Linked DNA regions of Oryzias latipes: region 1 is linked to region 2. A link is a contact called in public Hi-C data. All regions are on one chromosome and are shown on one strand. The core of a region is the stretch at or near the end of the contact, and the rest is flanking DNA. Distances in the headings are between cores, read along the strand shown.

Region 1 (5,659 bases), core at 1,933-4,432, 120 kb after region 2:
TAGTATTGGATTGTGGGGTTTTCTAGGTGTTACTAACTAGGTTGGGAGTTAGCGTGGTCACAGTAATGTAGATTTTAGCAGTATTGAGATGTTTTTTTACGTGTTGAAAAAACAAGGTTTTGAATGTACTTATGCAGCTAATGCTTCTCACATGACTAACGTGTAGCGAGTTACCAACAAGTTCGGGAGTGAAAGCCTTACTGACCAACTTATCTCTGACTTGTTTGTCTCGCTTAATGCATCTTTTAGGTCGGTGTGCCTTATATATGACGTTAGTTCAAAATTAGACCATTCATTCATTGATGGTACATCTTAAAATCCGTTGCTCCCAAATGTGCGGAACATACGGTGCTTTTATGGCATTGTGATTGTCACTTGGTTCCACCCCTTTTTTATTCCAATTTAAAACTTTGACAGAAAATGTTTAATAAGCCTAAATTTCACCTCTCAATATATCCCACCCCAAACTACTTGGGACTGAACATAACTGGTTATGAAGGAATCAGTGACTGAAAAAAAAAAATTGTCACGCCAGTGGAACATAATTTTAGCAAAAAAAAACCAACAAAAAGGTTAGAGTTGTTTAAACTATTCTTGCAACTTTTTTCCTATGTGAGCAACAATAAGTTGAGCTACCTTTACTGTGCTCGAAAGTGACTCAGAAGCTGAGATGCTGATTCTGCTCCTCTGCGTGTCTCACAAACTGCTTTCTCCTTGTCACATTGAGTCACAACACACAGTCTGTCTGACAAGAAAAAAAAAACAAATGGTGTCAGACATTAGAGACAGCGATGGCTCAGCTTGGTACAGGCTACAAAACAGTGAGTGATGCAGCAAAAACAACTTCATCCAAGAGACAAAGAGTGGTTTGTTTCTAAAAGTTTTTTTCTCAAAGTGAAAAGTTTTTTTTCTACATCACAAATAAGCTCTTTTTCAAATAATGTTTCTTTCGTCTGCTCATGATTCATCATAATTTGAATATAGAAATACTCAGAAATGCAATTAAAATTTTCTTTATATATCTCCTACATCATGAGAAAGATACCACAAGAACATGTCCAGAACACCCAATAAACAATTTGTATCATAGTGGAGCTTTAAAGTTACTTTAAGATTCATTTCTAACCCTAAAAAGATCCCAGACAGCTGTAATATTTACATTTAATATAGATCTTTTGTATTATGCATTAATGCAAAAACTAAATCTATTTTATTCTATTTTGTAATTGCATTCAATCTATTTAATTTAGACAGAATGGAGCTTTGTGGTCCATATATTTTCCTAAAGTTCCACATAAATTGGACACAAACTGGCAAGTTCCAAATGCAGATACCTCTCCTCTGTTCTGAACAGAACACTGGAAACAACATGATCTGGCAAACAAGTGGAGGGAACACTGGGATCATGGAAGGATGAGACAATTAAGTACAGGTGCACCCATTAAGATGACAGTACCCCCTCCTCAAGAGGCACCTCTGGGTGCACCGCCAGGCTTGCCCAGGTGGCGGCGGTGAAACTCACGAATGAGGGCTGGGTCCATGACCTCTCCTCAGGGCCATAACCCTCTCAGTCCACAAAGTATGGAAGACCCCTGCCCCGCCGTCTGGCATCCAGCAGGCATCGACCAGTGTAGGTTGGCTGACCATCTATGATGCCGGCGGAGGAGCGCTGAAGTTACAGAGAATTTCCCCATTGTTTAAAGAATTTCCCCATTGTGGGATGAATAAAGTTTTATCTTATCTTATCTTACAGACGAAGTGACGAAGGAAGGAAACACAACCCAAGAAACGCTGTTTACGATAAGTGGGGACATGCCAATTAGCTTCTGCACTCACCTTGGCCGGATCTGGCCTCACCTCCCCGCCTGCAATCACAAAGCCCAGGAAAGAAACAGAGGGGGAGTGAAACTGGCACTTCTCTGCCTTGACATATAGTTTATTCTCTAGCAACCACTGGAGAACCAGACAAACATGTCGCCTATGTTTGTCCAGGTCTCTGGAAAAAATCAAAATGTCGTCCAAATGGACGAATACAAAATGATGAAGAAAGTCCCTTAACACGTCATTAATCAAACCAGAAATATCCACACCTTATCAACCATGTCAACTAATCTGCAACAACAGAAAATGAATAAAATATGCACTTGATGTTTGGTGAAAGAGTTTATGACCCACATCAACAAGAGAAAGGGGGGGCTGGGTTGACAACTCTAACAGCTGAAGTTCCTATACAGCACATGTGTCAAACTCAAGGCCCGGGGACCAAATGTGGCCCTCCATGTCATTTCATGTGGCCCGCGAGAGCATAAAGGTTTTTAATTTCTTAAAATAAAAATTGGTATGTATTTATTTATATGTAGGGGGAATCAGACTTGAAATATCAGATTGGGCAACTATACATTAGGACTTAAACACTGTCCATATAACCTAACCTGACAGAATCAAATTTAAAAGGATTTATGCTAGAGTAACAAGCAAACTTATGTTTTCTATGCAACTTTAATTGTCTCTTAAAAAGTTATAATAAATAGATAATGAGTTATATAACATTAAGAAAGTTACGTTTATTTTTCATTACATTTAGGTACATGTATATGTTATATCTGGCCCTTTGAGGACAGCCACTATGCTGATGTGGCCCTCTGTGAAAATGGGTTTGACACCCCTGCTTTAGAGCCACAAATGCTGCAGTATAAGTCAGGAGGAGCTCATTTAGCCTAGTGAAAAACAACTGAACCAAATGTACTAAATGTGTTGGATCAAGTGTTTCCGGTGAAAGAAAATGCTGGAGAACACACACACTCATGCTCCTTTGTCACACCAGCTGTCTTTATGCATTTTTTTCCTTCCCTGCATTGACCAAAGCTATTGATAGATGGGATGTAGGAAGGCCAAATCAATAAACAAGAAAAGCTTTTTGCAGCCACAGTGACTGGAGGCAAATGTGTTTCCACATTCATTCCAGGATTCCGTGCTTGTGCGACATGTCTGCATTCTTGCATCCACCTGCATATGTTTGCGCCTAAAGTCACTGTGTGAAAACACCGTCTCTCTCTCTTCTGTCTTTCCTCAGGACGTGCAGAGCGGACTTGTTAATGTTTAATGCGCTCTCTCAGGAAGCAGGCACGCTCAGTGAGGCCCGCACACACAAAACCACTTCTACATCCCCCTAGCGACGCCACCCTCATTACCAGCCTGAGGTTTGACCTTTCACCCCTCGACCAGATGGCTGATGTTTTCAGTCTGAAGGCAGAAGAAGCAAATGAGTAGTGGCTCTACATTTCTCTTGAGAAGAAAAGTGCGTTGGAGGACGGAGGAGGTGTTTGAAGGATCAGAACAGATGCTGAATCAGGCAGGAACACGGGAATCTTCTATTTATCAGGAAGATTACTGAAAATCTTGTAGGATAGAACTCATGAAAATAAACAACAATGCCGCAAAAAGCATTTTCTGCCTCCAAAAGTCTTTTTTTTTTCCAGGCGTTCACCTTTTATAGTGAATCCAAGCTCCATTAAAAATGATCTGCTTTTGCAGAAGCGCTTCTCTCACTTTCCTCCACTGCCCTGTAAGCTTTGGTGACACCGGGACAAAGGCCAGATCAGGCTGCAGGCCTCTCCCACTTTGCACATCAAAAGATTCTCACAAATCACAAAGTCTTTGCAACTCACGCAAGACGGAAAGTAAGCAGGCCGCTAGTCTGAGAAGTGGCGCAGTAAAAGAGAGATCCAGACAATGAGTTAATGCAGGCCTGTGTACGTGCCTGAGCACATGTCCATCTGCGAGGGCTGGTATGACGATGGCACCCTCAGGTGGTGGCAACTCTATTATGTGTGTGTTGGATTTTTTTTTTTTTCGACCCAATAAAATGTGATTAAAGGTGTGTCTACTTCTTGTTTTAAAAAAGATGTCCTCTCAAACTGCCAACAGCTCACATCTGGTTCTGCTAGAGGTTTCTCTTGTCCTTCTTTATTTAGAGGAACTTTTTCTCTTCACTGTCACGTTTTGCTTGCTCAGTACAGAGATTACACCCACAACTCTTCAATATAAGTCGATTTTTTGTATACAAAAATACAGTTAAAACAAAGTGGCCATCTTGGAATGATCTCAACTGCATTGGATAATAATGACACCTAATCTATTTTAGTTAGATTGTGTTTTTGACCCTTAGTGCTGCACCTTAAAATCACCTTGGCACTTAAATAAGAGGACTTAAACAGAAGGAAAATACTTACAGACCCACTCTGATAATTAAGAAACCACTGGGAACGCTTTTAAAATAGATAAAAAGATGATCGGAGTCGAACTTTAAAGAAATCCACATAAATGCAAATGAAAAGTAGGAGTAAGTTAAAATAAATGTAAACATTAAACCCAAAAAGATCTAAAAAAAAAACAGCTATGAATAAAACATGAAAATGCACAGCTTAAGTCCTTTAACTTACAGCTAACTTGTTTTTTTTTATTAAAACATCTAAAAAGGGAAGTTATATATATATATATATATATATATATATATATATATATATATATATATATATATATATATATATATATATATATATATATATATATATATATATAAGAAGTCAGAAGTTTGAAACAATAGAGGAGAAAAATTCAGTTTGCCTTTATGACAAATACTCAAAAATACAGAAACAGAAACATATAGCAGAATAGCAGAAACAAAAACACCTTTTTATAAAGTCATTTATTTCACTCCAAGACACACAATATTTGTACAACTCCAACAACCCAGGTTCAAATTTGGACTGAGGTCTGTCAGTGAGCGGTTTAGGTTTCCTCCTTGACTGAGCTTCTCCCTTGTAGGTTATTGATTTTATACGAAATTGTGAGCCTCCATGTTGTTAGTTTTTAAAGGCCAACTAGAACGTGTCTGAACTCAAGAGCATCATTTTAAAGTTCTCTTCTACTTTTTTTTTAACTTTCAAGTCCTACTCTGATCACCTTTTGATCTGTTTTGAAATTGTTCCCAGTGGACTTTTATACCATTTTTAGCCAAAATCCAAAAACCTGTCATTTTCCAGGACATAGTTTCTGCAGAGTGGCAGGAGTTCATTAGACTTAGGTTCCGAGTTGTGCCACGTCCCATCATCCCTTAGTTTACACACTTCCCTGCTAGCTTAAAGCTGTGGAAAACCCAATGTAACATTAGCAGTGCAACAAAAATGGTGAGTAATATTGGAGCTATACAGTCGTACAGTTTTGAGCAATATGCCAGCTCAGACAAGGAAAACAAAGACGTACACGGATCTAGTCGTCTGCAAGTGGATGCATCAGAATGGAGCACAGCAGGGAGCGTGTGGTTACCCGTTCCAGTTTCAACGTCACAACTACAAGCTTTTTCCAATGGCAGTTTTTCCAGATTCACAACCACTTCACATCAGAGTGGGTCTTTAAACTGTAGCACAAATATAAATAGTGACTTCAATAGAAGTTTCCTGCAAGAATAGTGGTCTAGAATGGTTTAAAATGTCCTAATTTGAAACTTCCACTGAGCCTGTGTTTCATTTTGTTCAGTCTGATTGTGTTTCATGACTCAGTGTGATCCAAGGGCAACCCTTCATCTCTGCTTATGCCAAAGTACCACCGTGATGTCTGTTTAATACGACCTGAATTCCAGGACTTCAGTGTGTGTGTG
Region 2 (5,322 bases), core at 1,752-4,251:
GAGTGTTGTTTGGTATAAAAACATCTTCATCTGATAAGTTCGCACAGACACAGACTCTTTTTTTTTTTTTTTTTTTGCTATGACACATAGCTTTGTGTTGTAACAACACGAGTGTCATCAGCACAAAGCAGAATGTGATGGAGCATTTACCTTCAAACCTAAACCCCATTGCGTCTGGTTTCCACACCTCCATTCGCCTCCAAGGTCACACATACCGCCTTCCTGGCAAATTGTGAGTTTTTTTTCTCCGAAGTAGCGTAAAGTGCTTTGTTGCAGCAAACACTTCATCCCTCCTTGCACACTCCTACACACACTGTGGCTTATTCCATCCACAAACAAAAGCTCGCTGAGATTGTCATCTACACAAAGTAATGTTGTAGACTTGTCATGAAGATGCATCACAGCTGTGGAATTTTTGTTTTGTTAATGGCCAAGGATCAAAGCCAACAGAAATGCATCAGGGGAAATCCTTTTCTGCATTAAGATGGGTGTCAAAATGAGACAAAAGCAGGTTAAGTGACAAATCTCAAACTTTTCCTTAATCCCAAAAAGCCAAGTATCTTAAAGTGTCAGTGCCGTTTTTGAAGCTTCCTGATTGCGCTCAAATTTCGGATGAATCTACTTTTTGGGAAAGTGAGGTAAAAAATTTCTCCCCCCAATTGCTTTTGATCATCATGGGTGACAGAGGCTCTTCCTGTCAGCTGTGTCAGAATGAAACTTATTTGTAAATCAGGTAGCCTTCCTGTCAGTGTAGATGGGGAGAAAAAAGGCGGTGGTGGAGAAGGGGAAAGTGTAAAGATGACAATGTGCAGAGGTCTTTTATGATAGAATCGCATCTGACTGAAGCCGTTTCCTTAATAAACACTCATCATGGGGTTTACCTCGGAAAAAACATTCACTTTTTCAATAAAAACACAACCATCGTCTCGATATCTGCCGTTTTCAAAAAGCTCTGACTGCCCAAACCGCAGGAGGCTGAGATGATGGCTTCCCCATTACCACTTGGGAAATCCTCCGTCTTTGCATGCCAGGCTTCTCTTATTAAATAATTCACTTCCTGCAGGACCCATCAGAGTTGGATGTAACCATTTAACTCTTTAAGATTTTGGCTAGAAGTAGCCACCCGGTGCTACGGCGCTGCCAAAGCATGCGCCACACTTACTCTTCAGAGAGTGAAAGTCTGTGGTTTGTGGTGGCTGTGTCATTTCAGAAAAGAAAAAGAAAAAAAGAAAAGAAAAACACTCCAGCTGCGTCTATGTCTCCGGTCTGTTCCAACTTACCCAAAACGCGGGGATTTCTGCTTGTTTTTTTAGCGTCAGTGACAGTTTAAGCTCGGATAGAACAGACATGATAAATACCCATTGAAAGACATTATCTGTGATAGGAAAACAGCCTGATTGGAAAAACAGCCTGAATGAATGAACTCAGTTAAGCGGCTAACCCCAAACACAACAGTAACGGGTACATTTAAAGAGCTTTCTTCAGCCAACGTTCATATATTTATCAGAAAATTCCAAATAACTGACATCTCAATCAGGTTTGAGGCAGTTTAAAAGGTTTTTCTAAACACAAAAGTCGCTGATGCACCACACTTGGTTTTTGACTAAACAAAAAAACAAACAAGAAGGTGGATGAACGACACGAAGACGAATCTTTAGCCCTTTAACATCGGAGCTTTAGCTTCAGTGTTGATATTCTTTCGTCTATTGTAACTCTTCTACCGCAATTTAAGTTATTCCAGCAGATTCTGAAGCGGAGAAAAGCAGCGTTACCCTGACATGCAACAGTTTACAGTAGTGAGCCGTTTGTGCAGTTGACATAAATTAGCGTATTCTGTTGTGTAGAAATGCGAGTTTGCGCCATTACGGAACACTTTAGTAACATACCAGTAAATCGTTATATCGCTGCAAAGCAGATTTGCTCACCGTTTTACTTTGTCAGAATCACCTTCTTCAAGTTGATTGCGTAAACAGTCAAACATCTGTGGTACATCATAGAGTGTGTTATTTAGGCGTCACTGGCAACATCACATGTGTTAAAGGGTTATAGTAGTGGAGGTGTCGGCGGTGACTTTAAGAGATGTATAATTTGTGTTTGAACGCGATGTGGTGCGAGTTTGACCTGCAAATAGAGAGGCAATGCTCTTGTTTGAGGGCAGTTTTGACAAACTAAAACCCGGTTACCAGAGCTTGAACGCAAACGCGAAGAAACTATCCAATAGTTGTTGGTTTAACAATAAGAGTCAATTGCTTTGTTGTGGAAAAATGCTGGAATTTTTACAATAACAATATTAACAATAACACTTTTGGAAAACCAAAGGAAAAGGCATCATTTCAATTCAACAATTTCCATCATGAACTAATGCTAAAATCTGATCTAATAACTGCTTTCTACAGTATTTTTTATTCCACATCCTGGCTGAAACTAATGAAGCTCTTTCATAGTGTACATCATAACCAAAAATAGAGCTTAGAGACCTTAACAGCACATTTACAGAGCTCTGGTTTCACTTCCCATTAGACACTCAGCTATGATAATACCCAGGAGGGAAGAGGGAGCAGCAATCGCTTTTACATGCTGCCAAGGTCCTTACATTTGTTCGTTCTCTGGCATTTGTACAAACCTCCTGCGTTCTGAAATAGGATTATTTCCTCCCCAGATCGAATAAAATACAGGATAGATATTTTTCCTTCCCTGAACATCATCATGTCAAACAGAAAGTGACCTTTAGAAAGCATCATCTAAACCTTTTGTTTACAAGCTACCTTTGCCCATAAAATAACAGGCTTATGTTAAATGTTTTGTTTAAAAGTAATTATTTTATTCGTTGGAATGCTTTTGTCTTACCACTCCTTTCCTCTAAACCGGTAACAACAACCAGATGAGCATGCAGAGGTCTAACTTTACCCCTGCTGGAGACTCAGACCCTTTCCTTCCTGCTCCAGTCCCACATCAGTCCCATTTCATTCCTTTGAGAGGTAAACCCACCAATCAGAAGACAGAATGGTAAGGAATATGATAGTGGATTGACTCGTCGGAGGAAAAGGGGGTGGAGCAGCTCAGCCATCCCCTGACAACAGCATCAAGCTGTGAAATGAGTACGAGAGACATGAATAGTTATTTTCCTTTCCACTTTTCCTTACAAGCTGCTGTTTTTCCCAACCTTCCACAAGAAACTTTCTATTTTACAGAGGTTCATTCCAACTAAAAGGCTCTTCAGCCGTCACCCACACTCCCCCGCTTGAGACACGCAGCCGCATGGTTCTGTTGAAGCTGGGGCAGGTCAGACTGGCTTGTGGCGGAAGGAAACAAACTACACACTGCCACACATGCCCACTCGCAAACGCCAGCACAAACACAAACACACGCGTGTGCACTTCATCAAGCATTATCAGCTCAGCTCGGGTTGAACGGGGTCTCTGCTGACCTACTTCTCTACCGTCACTCAGAGGCAAACACTGAGCACACTTAACATAAACTCTGCACGGGAGGCAAATGGAAAACCCGCCGCTCTCAAGGAGTGCATGCTCAGGACCCGGACAGGCCCCCGCCAACCTCGCCATTTCCCCTCCCTTTCTGCAGTAATGAGACAGCAGTTAAAAAAAAAAAAAAAAGATGCCCCTTGTGTAGGCTGGAGGTGTTAACAGCCAGCTCCAGCAGCCATCTTGTGTGTTTGTATACGTGATAAGAATAGAATGGGAGGATGGATGAAAGCCAGGAAGGCTCCCCGAGAGCAGCTTCAAAACATTTTTCAGCCGCTGTAATCAAAGATTTCCTCAAAGCCAGTGAAATTCAACAGAAACCTTAGAGAAATTGTCAAAGTTCTAAAAAATACAATGAGCTTAAAACTGAATGGAAAGAAATTCCCTTTTTTGAAAACACTGCAACTTTATATTGTTTTTCTTAAAAATAAAACCTCTAGCTTTTTGTATAAAGTACTAACCACACGTACAGCTCAGCCGTCCATAAAGGGATGGGTCAAATTCAAGAAATAAACCAGAACTTTTTACATTTTAAGCTGAAATCAAGACGATTATATAGCTAAATTCTGTTTACTCAATACACATTGATCTACCATCATGTCAACACAAAAGAAAAAGCTTCTTGGTGAAGAAAAACTGCCTGAACATAGTCAATGAAGACAGGGTCAGCACCCAACCGTAGCACTACTGCTCCATTTTCTTCAAGAAATGAATTGGATTGTTCATTAACACACCGTGGGCGGACACAGATCCAAAGCCAACCAACAGCCGAGTCCAAGCAGCTTTTGTTGTGCTGAATGTGAAAAGTCCTTGAGCGACTCCTAACGAGCAGCTAATTAAAAGCGTACTTTAAGGTAGTTTCCAGAAGGAACTTTAATAGAAAAATCGGTGGCCAAGTGTAACGTTACACTGCAGCTGTTGCAATGTCAGAACCCACTCAAAACCCACTGGGGCACAGCTTTGGAGTTGCAGGTGCAAAACCGCCAGAACACCTGCGACTAAAACAGGTGAGTACAGGGGAGGAAACTGAAGGTGTTTCCCAAACACACAAAGGGTTTATCCTTCACTTCCAAGCATTACACACCAACACAGACAACTCTGGCAGCTCATGCGGGGGGGGCTTGTGTCCATTGTTAGAGGGTCTCATGAGCCCCCTCGTTACTGTTTGAGGCCCAACAAAAGCAGCATTGATGGCACCTACCAGCAAGAAAGACCAAAGAAAATGCAGGAGAGAAAAAGAACAAAGAGAAAAGGAAGGAAAATCACTCTGCTGATGGCCTCCATTTATGTTCTAGGACTAGGAAACTTCCCCCACATCGAAAACTGTGGATTTATGGCATATGGAAAAATACTCATGTCAATAATCATACATGGCTTATTTATTCAATTAGTCCTCCATAATGGGTCAGGTTGAGCGCAATCACCACTGCCGGTGAATGACAGCCGCCTTCACACACCAGTCCGTCTGACAAGCTATTCATACACCAGCGCCCTCGTTTATGGAAATCATATGCAAACTCCCTGTCAAACCCTCCGCACATTCGGGAGGAATGGGCAAACTCCTCTCGCTTTTTTTTTTTAAACAGCTATGAGACTGACAAGCTTTTTATGAACAGAAATAAAATAAAAATTAAAAAAAATCCAGCTGGTTTGGACAGAGTACAGAGTTAACAGTAACTCATATTGGAATTGCAGCGATACTCTCATATAATGGAGGCCTTTGTGAGTCCTAAACACAAGTAGGAATTTTGTGGCTTTGTGTCGACATTCCAGATCATAGACATAAAGTCAATCCCTTGTACATTATAGCTCCTATGTGCTCCTCTGTGCCCTATATAAT

The links. A called contact is a pair of places that touch in the nucleus more often than the background predicts.
Region 1: a contact with region 2 is called in a Hi-C map of embryo, with 1.6 times the contacts expected there. The contact joins two enhancer-like sites. A contact is called at or near these places in 2 of 5 Hi-C or Micro-C datasets (both in embryo).

The regions. Positions count from the first base shown.
Region 1 is chr11:23,933,994-23,939,652 of ASM223467v1, forward strand. No RefSeq gene overlaps it. Among protein-coding and RNA genes, the nearest start is that of LOC101169467, 8.2 kb to the right of the region's middle. Within about 2 kb of position 3,183, at least 4 of the 8 cell types and tissues checked have an H3K27ac peak or open chromatin away from gene starts, as enhancers often do. A contact at or near this core is called in embryo, where this site is marked.
Region 2 is chr11:23,813,385-23,818,706 of ASM223467v1, forward strand. The region is part of intron 1 of jarid2 (protein Jumonji); the gene reads right to left. Among protein-coding and RNA genes, the nearest start is that of jarid2, 19 kb to the right of the region's middle. Within about 2 kb of position 3,002, at least 3 of the 8 cell types and tissues checked have an H3K27ac peak or open chromatin away from gene starts, as enhancers often do. A contact at or near this core is called in embryo, where this site is marked.